Regions from separate parts of the Mus musculus genome. Here region 1 is linked to region 2. The links are chromatin contacts, called in public Hi-C maps. All regions are on one chromosome and are shown on one strand. Each heading gives the region's core, a stretch centred on a gene start, on an enhancer-like site or on the middle of the called end of the contact. The rest is flanking DNA. Distances are from core to core; before and after follow the strand shown. Region 1 has its middle 24 kb from the start of Gm40922. Region 2 overlaps Bmp6 (bone morphogenetic protein 6).

What was found. A called contact is a pair of places that touch in the nucleus more often than the background predicts.
Region 1: a contact with region 2 is called in a Hi-C map of Sertoli cells, with 2.6 times the contacts expected there. The contact joins two enhancer-like sites. A contact is called at or near these places in 1 of 484 Hi-C or Micro-C datasets (Sertoli cells) and 2 of 9 other capture datasets (adipose tissue and liver).

The regions. Positions count from the first base shown.
Region 1 is chr13:38,575,507-38,581,752 of GRCm38.p6, reverse strand. No RefSeq gene overlaps it. Among named protein-coding and RNA genes, the nearest start is that of Gm40922, 24 kb to the right of the region's middle. Within about 2 kb of position 1,517, at least 54 of the 459 cell types and tissues checked have an H3K27ac peak or open chromatin away from gene starts, as enhancers often do. A contact at or near this core is called in Sertoli cells and adipose tissue, where this site is marked.
Region 2 is chr13:38,409,403-38,416,219 of GRCm38.p6, reverse strand. All of the region lies in intron 1 of Bmp6 (bone morphogenetic protein 6), which reads right to left. Among named protein-coding and RNA genes, the nearest start is that of 4930579J19Rik, 49 kb to the left of the region's middle. Within about 2 kb of position 5,554, at least 91 of the 459 cell types and tissues checked have an H3K27ac peak or open chromatin away from gene starts, as enhancers often do. A contact at or near this core is called in Sertoli cells and adipose tissue, where this site is marked.

The DNA of each region.
Region 1 (6,246 bases), core at 268-2,767, 170 kb before region 2:
CAAGTGTCACCATGACTGGCTCACTGGATCCTCCCTTTCCCTCTTCCTCTCCTCCTCCCTCACCCTCTTTCCCTCCTTTTTGTCCTTCTCCTCCTCCCCCCCCCCTTAGTATACAGTCTAGCCTGCCCTGGAGCCCACCATGTACCCAAAATGTCCTTCAGTTTGCAATCTTCTCACCCTTGACCTCCCTAGTGCTAGCACTAGGTGTGTGCCAGGACACCCAGCTGATCCGCAGCTGTTCTTTTCTTTTTTTTTTTTTTAATATCAAATACCATTTATTTTATTTTATCTGATAACTTTTGAAGTCACTTTTTAATTACATAGAGTAGTATTGAAGCTTTCTGCACGGAACCAACTAATATTCAGTTTGCATATTTCAGCTAAATTTAATGAATTTTTACACCGCAGCTGTTCTGAGGAGTGTTTGTTGAAACCAAATGAAATGAAAGTACAGGAGGTCAGGGGCCCCACAGTGCAGCTGTGCTGTTGGTACAGCTCGAGAAGAGAGAACCATTTGCCACCCAAATGAAGGTGCTTTTCTGAGCAAGGAAGACAATGTTACCAATGCAAGTATTGGGTTAGAACCGGTTTCCTAGAGGAATCAGAGATATAGTCATAACCTATAACTCTCACTACAGGATTAATGTGAGCTATCCCAAGTCACCGCAGATAGCACTACTCTATCTTAGGTGGTTTTGTAAAGTTGGTTGCTCTTGTTGACTTAAGATCTCTGGGTGGGAAGATGGCTGTAGTCAGCTCCCTCACTCTGCAGTACTCCCTGAATCCTGAAGGTGGCATTGCATCTTTAACGGTTGAGTTTGAATCTCATGCGGACCCTCAGTTCCTGCTACATTGTTGAGAACTGGCCTTTGACCCACCCCGGGGCGCTTATCCTGATACTTGGTATAGGAGCTGCTTAGCAAAGATGTTGCAGAACTGGTCCAGAGGACAGGGTGCAACATCACAATAGTGTCTGCAGGGGGCATGCACAGAGCAGATATCTCCATGTAGGTGTGTCTGCCTCTAGCCGCAGCCGCCCATGGGGAGGGGTTCCACTCTGTTGCTGTCCTTTCAGGAGCATGCTGGCAGTTTGCCCTTCCAAGAGGCCATAGTCTGGAGGTTCCCTGATGGGTTAGGGAGACAAGAAGCATCTTAGTTGACTGGGGATTTCCTAGAATATGGAGTCTTAACAAAGAAGGGAATGGCCAAGACAGACGTTTGCAACGAACAAAAACAGTACCCTCGGCACCAAAAATACTTTCCGAGCGATGTCAGCCAAACATAAACATTACCTCCGATCCCCACTGATAAAGCGCTCACTTCCCTGCTTCTTCCATAGGAAGGCTGTGGAGTGAGATAAAGCCGGGCAGCAGTACCAAGGACAAACATCTCAGCATCCAATAAACTTGAGAATGTTTCTCTTTTTGTTTGCAAGGCTGGTTGCTATTTCCTGCGCGCCCCATGTTTATGGACGCGCCGGCTCCTCCGGTGTCCAGCAGCCGTTTCCACACTGCAGTGATGGGCTTTGCACCTCGGCCAAGTGGAGTCAGCGTAAGAGATAACAGCAAGCGACAACAATGGCCTTCCTCAGACCCTCGCCAAGAAAGCCCCTGGCACCATGGCCTGAGAATCCCTTATCGGCTTATGCCCTGGAAGGCTCCAAGGTTCTGGAAGCAAAGCGGTGGCTTGCCAGACAGTGATAACAGGCGGGTGCCACCAAGAGCCAGACGACCGTCGGCCACTGGACATCAAGGCCCCCACCTGGCAGACAGGGAAAAGGAAGGGAGATAGAGTAGCCAATTCGCACAGAGTTTTCTAGTTGCTGCTGGGGTCACACTGTCAACACAGTTAGATGCCCCGGTGCTAGCCAGAAGGACTACATTTATTTCTGGATCCTGTAAAGCACTTAATGCTTGCAGTTAATCTTGAGGAGACAATGTGTTGCTCTCTGAAAAAGCACTTGAGCTGGGCTTGATGGTCCAGGCCATTAGTGTATGCACTCAGAAGGAAGAAGCAGGCACATCTCTGTGTGTGCTCCAGGCATGTCTAGTCTACATAGTGAGTTCCACGTCAGCCAAGGCTGCAGGTGGGACCCTGTCTCGGAGGAAGGGAGGGAGGGAGGGAGGGAGGGAGGGAGGGAGGGAGGGAGGGAGGGAGGAAGGGAGGGAGGGAGGAAGGGAGGAAGAAGGAAAGATCCTTTTTTTTTTATTGTTTGAGAATTTTAAGCATGCTCCAATCAGACCCACCCCCCCACCCTTCTTCTCTCCAGCTCCTTCCGGTTCTCTCCCACCTCTTTTCTCTTCCGACGTCATGTGATCTTTCCTTTTAAAGCCCACCGAGACCACTTACCGCTGCCTGTATGTGCATGGGTGTAAGAGGATCTGCTAGAGCGCGGTTACTGCTCAGGGGTTGCATCCCTGAAGAAAACTTACTCTTCTCCCTCCATCGCCATAGCTCCTCGGATGGGGGGTGGCGTACATGAACCCTTCTTGATCATCTCCGTGCTAGGAGTTCGGCCGGCTTGGTCTTGTACAGGTCTTATGCATGCAGTCCCAGCCACTGTGAGTTCATGCGGGCAATGGCTCTACCGTGTGCAGAAAATACTGTTTTGCTGAAAACCACGAAGGATTCATCTCTAAATGAGACATCTATAGCAAACCCCTCCCCTAGGGTTCAGGGATTATCATGAAAGAGGGACCAAAAAGAGCAAAAAGTAGGGGATATCTGCTTTTTATCTATTGTGAAGGTGAACTAACTGTGTAGCTCAGACTAACTGTGTGGCTGAGGCTGGCCCAGAACACTGGATCTTCCTGCATTCAACTCCAAAGTGCTGAGATTATAGGTGTGTGTGTGACCACATCCAGCAAAGTTGAAGCTTTGACTGCCATATAAACCATCCTCAGAATGACTGACATAACCTTGGGATGGATTCATAATTCAAAGACGGTTGAGAACAGCTAAGTAGAGTAGTTCAACTAACATTGACTACTGGCAAAATTCACTGTCTGTTGGGTATGTGGATCTCGAATGTTCTCCAAAAGGCCATGTTCTTGGTCCCTAGAGAGGTGCTATTGGAAGATAATGGAGCCTTTAAGAGGTGAAGGCTGCTGGGATGGGTTTAGCTTTGTGTTTGGGGGTGGGGGGAGGTTATTAACTTGACAGTGAATACGGGAACTTAGTCTCTCCTCTCTCTCTCTCTCTCTCCCTCTCTCCTCTCTCTCTCCCCCTCTCTCTCCGTTTTCCTCTGCTGTGTCATACTAGAACCCTAAAAGCAACAGGTCCACCTAATCGTAGTCAGAAATATGCAGAACTGAGAGCCAAAGCAAACATCTGTCTATAATGATCAGACATAGATCATCCCAGATATCATGGTTCAGGCATTGCTACAGAGCTGGAACAAGGGCAAATGGAATACATTGGTTGCAGGCATCTTCAACCCAAACCATTAAATACACCAGTAGCATCCTCTTTGATGGTGTTATTTATCACTAGACTCTGATAGAATTCCCGCTCCTGGTCTCAACGCTTCACGGATTAATAACTGAGTTTGCGATAAAGGACTGAGGTTAACACTAAGGACACAGTGTGTTCTACCCTGGACTGACACTTTGTCATAGGCAGCTCCTGGTCTATAGTTTCATCTCTAGGAGAATTCATTAGGCCTCTGCAAGAGTTACCGACTGACTACCTGACCAAGGGCAGAGTGCTCCTCGCTGTGATTTTACAGCACTCCTTGTGCTTGCTATGTGGACAGGTTGGTTTTTGTAAGTTAGTTACTTCAGTCCCCCAAAGAGAAAGATCTCTGCTAGGATTCCTACATTTGTTTTCAGCTTTTACAAATTAAGGAGAGGCCCCATGGCTCAGGCTGGGGCAAGCGCCGCATGATTTGACAGTAGCACTTTTGTCTTTGGTCTCTTGGTTGAATCCCAATGGTGATGAAGTGTCAGTATTCTTGAGCTGGGCTCTTACACCGGGCAGCTGATTAACTTGCATGTAGACAACCCGTGAACCCCCAAGCTCAGGAAGACATGAGCCAGGCTTCCTTGTGATGGAGGGAGTGTCAGTTACAGAGCCTAGGATGTAGTCATGAATCTTAATTTTGTAGACACCCCTCCTTTGGGCTGGACTTCTGGAGGAGAGGGGGAAAGTGATGTGGTCATTTAGGGGACAATGAGGACACACCCATAACCCTGTCGCACAGGAACAGGTGGGGTGTCCCTCCTATGAATCCCATGCCTTGTGGGCACTCTGTATTTCTCTTCTAGCTCCCCACCCAACTTCCTTTCATCTAAAATCTATCTGGTATTTAAGTAAATTAGTGTATGTATGTATGTATATATGTATCTGCATGTGTATGTGTGTATGCATGTATATATACATGTGTCTGCATGTGTATATATGAATGTATGTATGTGTGTATGTATGTGTCTGCATGTGTATGTGTGTATGCATTTATATATGCATGTGTCTGCATGTGTATGTATGTATGAATGTATGCATGTGTCTGCATGTGTATGTATGTATGTATGTATGAATGTATGTATGTATGTATGTATGTATATGTATGGTAGGGCAAGTACCACGGCATGTATGCGGAGGTCAGAGAATAACTCATAGGTATCAATTCTCTCCTGTCATCATCTGGATGTTGGAATTGAACTTGGTCATCAGGCTTGGCAGCCCCCCACCCTCTGAGTCATCTTGGAGCCCTGTCTCTGGTCATGAGACTCTTTGATAGGATCCCAGATTCTGTCCCTTATTTCTGTGTCCATCTATGCCTTGGTGACTGTCCTATTTTTGCATTCTCCCTATAGTAGCACGAAGCACAGTGGAGGGATAAATCTGTGTGCGCCACGAAGCCCTGCAGTTTCTGTGACTCTGTGAGACAAAGCTGCTTTCTGCTGGTATATAATGTTTTGTGGTGCAGTTAATGAACAATTCTTTTCTAAGATTCAGTTAGTATAGAAAAAAAAAGAAGATTCAAGATGCATTTTATTTTCATGTTACTTTCCCTAAAATGGGCCGACATAGTGGATGCCCATGTCACTGACACTGCACATCCACAGATGAAACCATCCGCAACATGAAAATACTCAAAAAAGAAGTGTCTGTGCTGAACATGGACGGGACTTCTTCTTGCCACAGGTCCTTAACCAATAAAGCATGAGAAGTATTTCAAAGCAGTTATGATGCACAGACTATCAGTCCCCTGGAGATTGTTTGGAGCATACATCAAGATGTGTACAAACGGGCTGGTGAGATGGCTCAGTGGGTAAGATGGCTCAGTGGGCTGCTCTTCCGAAGGTCCGAAGTTCAAATCCCAGCAACCACATGGTGGCTCACAACCACCCGTAATGAGATCTGATGCCCTCTTCTGGAGTGTCTGAAGACAGCTACAGTGTACTTACATATAATAAATAAAAATAAATAAATAAATAAATAAATAAATAAATAAATAAATCTAAAAAAAAAAGATGTGTACAAACGCTATGCAAATTCTATGCCGTTGTATGCAGGGCCTTGAGCACCCATGGACTGCGGGTGTTATGGGGGTCTTGGAAGATCCCACACGGCAGCAAAAGAGCTCTACATCCTTCATAACAAAGAATGGAATTGAGGAGGAGCAAGGAGCAAGGGTGGCCCAGGGTGAGGTCTGAGAGTGGCATGGACTCTGGTATCTCACCCCCTAGCCCCCACTTTGCTCACCAGCCAGGAAGCTGCTGGTGACCAGAGGTGGTATTGTTTTGTTTTGTTTTGTTTTGTTTTGTTTTGTTTTCAGTGCATTTTTCAGTATGCTGATAGGGTTGATTAAACTATTGGTCACATAACTGAACTCAATCTACAGCCCTGAACTTTTCCAGTCATGGATACCACTAGAGACTTGTTTCCTATTCTTATCTGCATGCTGTTAGAGAGATGTCCCAGGACCACCTCATTAATGAAGGCTCAATGCCCCAGCATAGGGGCATGCCAGGAGGGGGGCATAAAATATCCAGTTAAAAACAAAGCAAAACAAAGACAACCTTATCATTCAGGTAGTGCTACAGTGGTTTGGTAAAGTCTTGTACCAGCCCTGGGAACAAAGTGGTAAGCAATCCACAGTAGAGCATAGCCTGTAATTGAGATCCCAGGTTGGGCTCTCATTCATGGCTCTTGCCCCTTGCTGGCTGACTTTGTGATCAGCACAGCCTATGCAGGACATCCTGCTCTCACCTGAAGCTCAATAAGTTCAAGGTCATGATTGGT
Region 2 (6,817 bases), core at 4,305-6,804:
ATTCATTTATGGTTGGGAGGTCTTAAGACCATTGGAAACATGTGTCTTCCAACAGTCACGATGCATAGGTTGGGAAAGGCTGCTCTAGATTACCTACCGAAACTCTTTTTTATATTTTTATTTTTATTTGTTAGGACTTTCCTCTGAATCTAATCATCTAAGCCGGCACCTCAGATGGAGCTGGGGTCCCTCCTTGGTGACCTCCACAGCTACCCTCAAAGCTTCTTTCAAAATCACAGGCTAGATATAAAACAAACCTCCGATCTCTCTGTTTCTCCTCATGTAAAGTTATGGACGTGGAGACAAAATTCCAATTTCACCAGGTCCCTCAATCCCAGCACACAGTAGGTGCTTTATCTATAGTGACTAACAAAGAAGAGATGGTTGCATGTTCCTTTTTTTTTAAACATAATAACTATCTCCAGTTTGCTTACAAAAAAGAAGAAGAGGAGGAAGAGGAGGAAGAGGAGGATGAAGAGAAGAAGAAGAAGAAGAAGAAGAAGAAGAAGAAGAAGAAGAAGAAGAAGAAGAAGAAGAAGAAGAAGAAGAAAAGCCATAAGCAAATGTGTTTTCTGAAGGGATCCTTATAATTTTCTAGACAGTAAAGTGATCCCAAGGTAAAGAAAGCTTTCTCTGTGCAGTAGGGAAGGTCTTGTCTAAGTTAAGAAATACTGCAAATGGTTCTTTTCACACCATGACAAGTGTTCCTCAGAGATGGGCCATTTTCCTTTTTTAAACAGCAGTAATATTAAGTCAGCCATGTCCAAACCCTTGTCCCACCCTAGACCTTGGGTGTGATGGCCGCTGCCACGTGGCATTTCATTTCCTTGTCTTCTTTCGACAGTGACAGTATGATCTGGGGCTGTTATGACTGCAGCATATTCACTGCAAATTACCAATGACACATTCATTTTCCAGGCCCCTGATATTCTCCTCTTTGTCCTTTGACTAACATGAGTATGGGGCCCAGAAGATGAGTCTCATCCTCAGGCAGGGCTTATGCTCCAAAGTGACAGCACACAGTGGATTCTCAGATCCTGTCAGAGGACCCTGCAAAGCATCAACAGCCCACAACACTCAGGGGCAGAAGGGTGGATGTAGCTGCTTGCATAACTCAGAAAAACATTGTGGAAAGTAAGGATCCCAGAGGGTGGAGGGGATTGCTGGGATGCCCAGCATGTGCTTAAGACTGAAACTAATGGCTCTACAGCCACATGAGCATGACACATTGGCCTGGACTAGGTGCCTCAAAGTCTAGGAGAGCTATGTTTCTGAGGTGGTTTCTCCTCTGAAGGTTAATGTGTTGGCAAAAGGTCGTCAGCCTGATAATGAGGAAAGGCGATAGGACCTGGAATAGGCAGAGCATGGCGGGAAGTGGTTGAGCACATGGTCTTCAGGAAGACTAGGTGATTCTTGTGGGATCTGCTAGTCCTATTGAGAGGAAGTTATAATACAATAAGGCTGTCTTTTTTTTTTTTCCGTGTTCTGTGTTCTTTCCCTACCAGGTGATCATTCACTGTCCTACAAGTTCCTATGATGGTTATGGTACTCAGCCTGGAAGGCCCTCACTATATATCAAGTCAATGAGACCACCCAGCCCTTGACTCTGACTCTAAAACTTGAGATAGTTAAACTTCTATTATGTAGAACGAACCTGGCATCAGTCATTTAGTCATAGTGTCACAAAACGGACTGTTACACGGCATATATCAAAGTGGGAAGAGACGAGAGAGTAGAAAATGTGAAAACCTAGTCCAGTGGATTTTCCTGGCGGGAAAAAATGATAACCAAGAAGAGACATATACTTGCCACTTATGTTCTGAAGCCATACAAACTCAGTAACTGAGATCCAACCCTATGAGGAAAAGCTAATCAGTAAGATTTCCAACCTAGAGTACAGAGTGGGAAACAGGCTGGAGAGGGGCACTTGGAAAAGAAAGAGCCAGGCTTATTTTGGTGCCCTGGGGAGGAGTCTGTAGGCATATTTGAACATGACAGTGGTCAGGGATGGGTGGATTTGTGAGGTACTCAGGGGTGGAGGAGGAATTGGAAGATACCTATTCTTCAATGGCAATGGTGGGAAACAGCCCTGGACAATACAGGTGACAGAAAATGAAGGTTTGTGTCCCATTTAATTCTGTTAGTACTACTGACATCCAAGAACCAAAATGGCTGCCAAGTGGCCACTGTCTGACAAGCACTCTCTGCCACTCCCTAGATAAAATCTCACACAGTGGAATAAGCAAAAAGACAGGGACATGGGTCTCAGGCACAGGATGCTATCTAGTCCCACAGCCCCTTTCCTTGGCAGGTGGAAGTTTGTGAAAAGCAGCCATGCTCCATGGACTTGGGGGTTGTTCAAGCTCAAAGAGCCCCAAAGAACCTTCTTTACCTTTAAAAGATAGGGGGGTCATTTGTAAAAGGCTATTTGGGGAACGTCATCTCCCACAAGATAGACAATGAAGACTGGACCCATGTATTTTGGTCAGAACATTTTGGAACTGGCTGCTTAGGTATGAGTGGCCCATTCCTAGGAGACTCGGGCATCTGCCATCCTGTCCGCCTGCTTGTCTCTCAACACCAGCCATACAGTTTCAATCACAGAGCCATGTGAATCACGGTCTCATGGAGCTCATTTTTCCCTCCACTGTCTTCCCATCTGTACCTGGTCTTTTATAAGTAGTCAAATAAGACAGTTGTTTATCTTTCACAACACTTTAAGAAGTTTTCTCTCCACATGCCCAATGAGAGTCATCTCCCAGTTGGGATTCACAAGGGGGGTGGTTCAATGTCGTTCAAGAGCAGACATGAGTGTGGGTGGTTTATGAGGGTTGACTTAAGTTCCCAGAAGTTCAGGGTCCTGGCTTGGGGCTCAAATAATGACATCCCTAAGAAAAGGTCAGGCGCAGAGACTTTGAAGTTCTGTCCTTGTGTCTTTCACCTCACATTCTCTCCCCAAGGTGGATCAGAACAAACCTCTTCCACAAGCCAGCTGTGAAGTCCAAAACACCTATTATTGGAAATTTCCCATTGTCTTTCTGTGTAACAAGTGCTGTAGAGATATTCTCTATCAACCGTGTTAGATTACAGGACAGACAGGGAGATGCAGAACAGGATGGACAAGTCTCAGCTCTAGAAAGCTTCCATGGTTCAAGCCTTCAGACCTAACGTACAATGGTGAAAACGGTTAATAACATGGACCACACACTTGAAATCTGCTAAGCAGGTAGACTGTAATCTAACTCATCTCACCCAAAAAGATGAAGCTCACATGGTGGGTACATTACTTGACTAGATAAAGCACAAGTGATGGCCGACTATGGTAAATATTTCAGGTAACATTTCGTTCTAAATACGTCAAATCAAGCTGGATGCTATAAACATATACCACTAATCATCAGACATATACCACACATCCACGGGGGAGAGCTATGAGTGCTAAATACAAGAAGTCACTAAGAACACATTCCAAAGGACATACATGTCATCTGAAGACAAACAGAGGTGAGGCTAAGCCATGGCAAGGATTGGCTGGGAACCAATACCACAAGGTCTCACTGTCTCTCCCTTGCCACATACACATGGTAGAATTCAATACAGAATTTTATATGTGTTGTTGGTTGGGATATATGCCAATAAGGTTGGAATATATGTTAATATGGTTGGACATATGTCAACAAGGTTGATCATCTATGTTAATGTTTATTTAAATTAGAAAACAAAGAACCATTCCTGACTGCCCCTGCCCCCATAATTTGCAATGGATATTTTCCCGAGTAGGAAGGTGAAAACTTCCAAACTTTAATGTGTTGCTGAATGTTTGAGTATACTCAAACATAAACACAGTGTCAGGACTCTTGGGATGTCACATGCAACTTAGAAACTATTCAAGTTTTTGTGTGTGTGTGTTTTTTTTTTATCTTTACTTGATGGTTTAAAAACATTAAAGAGTTTATGGTTGTTCAATGAACACACTGGGAGTAGCTAATGTTTTCTCAGTTTTGTATGAATACACAATCACACATACACACACACACACACACACACACACACAAACACACACGTTCCACCTTTGACATGGCTGTTACTTACTATCTATCTAAAGTCCATCTCTGGAAGCTGATCTATGATCCATGTATCTTAAATGTCACTCAAAGACCTTCGAGGTCTCCATGGCAGCACTGGTAGGTGAATTCTTTAAAAGGAAGGGACTAGTAGGAAGTCTTCAAGTCAGTGGCATGTGCCCTCAAAGAGAATTAAGGGACTCCATCTCTGTCCCCATCCTCACTTACATGTCTGAGCTATGAAGTGAATGGTTTTGTTCCCCAGGTCCCCATCCCAATGGATGGTGATGCCACAGACCCAGCATAATAGAGCTGATTAACCAAGGACTAAAACATCCAAACCTTTGAGCCAACGTGCATATCTTTATATTTTGTTTTATCTTGAGTGTTCATTATGGTGAAGGGGAGCTAATCCAAATAGACTACCTCAGGTGATTGGTTTTTGGTTGACCTATGGCCCTAATTTGAGGTCTATTGTTAGCTTCTACCAAGCTGTCACACAAGAATACCAGAGGGATGAAACTTACATGATTAAGCCTTCATTTTACTCCAGTCATTCAAGAAATAAATTCCAGAGTTATGCAAAGACTGCCCATACTAGGAGGCTGGACCATCCTTGAAATTAAACACCAGTCATACCCATTTATTGCATGTGATCTAAAGCTATATATTTAAAACTATGTCAGGCTGGGCCCACTTCATCAAAAAAAAAAAAAAAAAAAAAAAAAAGGCTTGATTTTAACTACTTTTTTTTGAGATGGAGTCTCATTGCATTGCCTTGGCTAATCTGGTACTCAAAATCCTCCTGCCTCAGCCTCTCTAGTACCCAGATAGACATAGGCATACACCACCACACAGGGAAAAACATCCCTGCTTTTTTTCTGTTTTTATCTAAAAGCAGAGTGCAGTGGTACACATCTGTATTCCTTGTATTGTAAGGCTGGGTCAGGAGGAGTGGGACTTAAGGCCAGCCGAGACTCACGTGGTGGGCTTCTATTTCAAAGACAAACAAAAAGAAACACTAACAGAATCTACCAGCCAGAAATCCAGAAGGTGTCTCAGCCTTGCCAGATATAAATGAGACCTTACTTATCGGCTTTGGAAGGAAAATGTCAAGGGCAAGTGATTGTGGGCTTCTGAGTCTTGTTTTGTTTTGTTTTGTTTTGTTTTGTTTTTCAAAAAAAAAAAATCTTACTGCTATAATGAAAGTAATAAGCATTCCATAGGAATTAAGAAATACAAATTCCAGAAGACTTATACCAGTGTCCAGGGCTTAGCAAATCGAGGCTCATTCCAGCCTAACACATACACAGATCGGCCCCCCAGTGTGACCTAGACCTCTCTAGAGAGAGCAGCTAAGGCTGACCAGGAGCCAAGGGGCACATGACTCAGAAGGCAGGGCACCTGGGTTTGCTCGCCGGAAGGCTACGAGCAGATGGAGCCCTGCTCAGAGAGAGGGACAGAATGGATTCCTTGCAGAGCTTTTTCACAGTCTGCAACAATTCATCTGTCAAAATATGTGCATGAATGGGAAAAATCCAGCATCGGAGCCAAGGACTGTGTTGCAACTGTCTAAGATTTTTGAGAGCTGGCCAAACCCGCCTTTACGGATTGTTCTCACTCTCAGGGCTTTGTGCACTTCATCCCTAAATACTTGATAGCGGCTTGAGAGGTGTAACTCCATCCCGGGGCCGCTGACTCACTGTGGTGCTTCCCCACCCCACCGCCGACCCCCGTGTCAATGTTTGCGGCACAGATGGTGAGCCTGTACTCATACAACTGGCGAAGGAGACATGCAGATACATTTCCCTCCCTTTCTAAGAGTTGACAGGCTGCCTCGGTGCATCTCTCCCTCCCTGGTTGGACTTCTTTTTTTATTGCCTCTCACCACCCCTGACCCTTGAGCAGAGGATTAGCGGGGGGGGGGGGGGGGGGGAGGACAAGTAGAGACTGCATTTAAACTAGCCATTTAGCACCATGGGGGCAGCTCTGGGGAAAATGATCGTAGCTAAGGATGTGAAAACCATTAACAAGATTTAAGGATTATCTGTGGGTCTCAATTCCTCCTCCTGTCCATATCTCTTAAAGGTCAGGGACAGCTAGTTGTTGGCAAAGACTAAAGGGAATGCCAAAGCAGGGTACCTTTAAGAAACTACTTCCTTCAAACTCAGGACCAAAAATCTACAAAGGGGGCTTTCCTACATGATGCTCTGATGAGCTGGCTGTCAATCATGAGTGCAGCACCCTGTAATCTCCACTTTCTACACTCTCATGAAACAGCAGGAAGGGGCTACTCATCGCTGGGGGCTGCTCTGTTCTAGGGCAGTTGAGGCTGCAGTTTTGACACACATCCACTGAATGTCTAGCTTTCCAAACAGCAACCTGCTAAATCGAGTGGCCCTAGCAACAGGTGCTGGCAAGAGTGTAACCGTGACAGGGAACCTGAAGGCTTCTGCAAAGCACTTCGCCAAGGATGCGAGCTGAATGGTTTCCGGAAGGATTTTATTGGGGGCAAAAAAGAAAAAAAAAAGGAAAAAGAAATAAATAAAAGAAAAACAGACTAAAGAAGGGAAAAACAGCTGTTTGGAAATAAACTATAAACCATCTGTAGCACACAACAAGAATTCTCTGAGTGTGACCATGAAGATTTATAGGGGCATCATACTTCAGAGACGAGACCCCAGCCTACACAAGCTACCTCAGGCAATATACTGTCCCAGGTGTTCCTAACAGCGTACAGGAGAGGTGAGTCT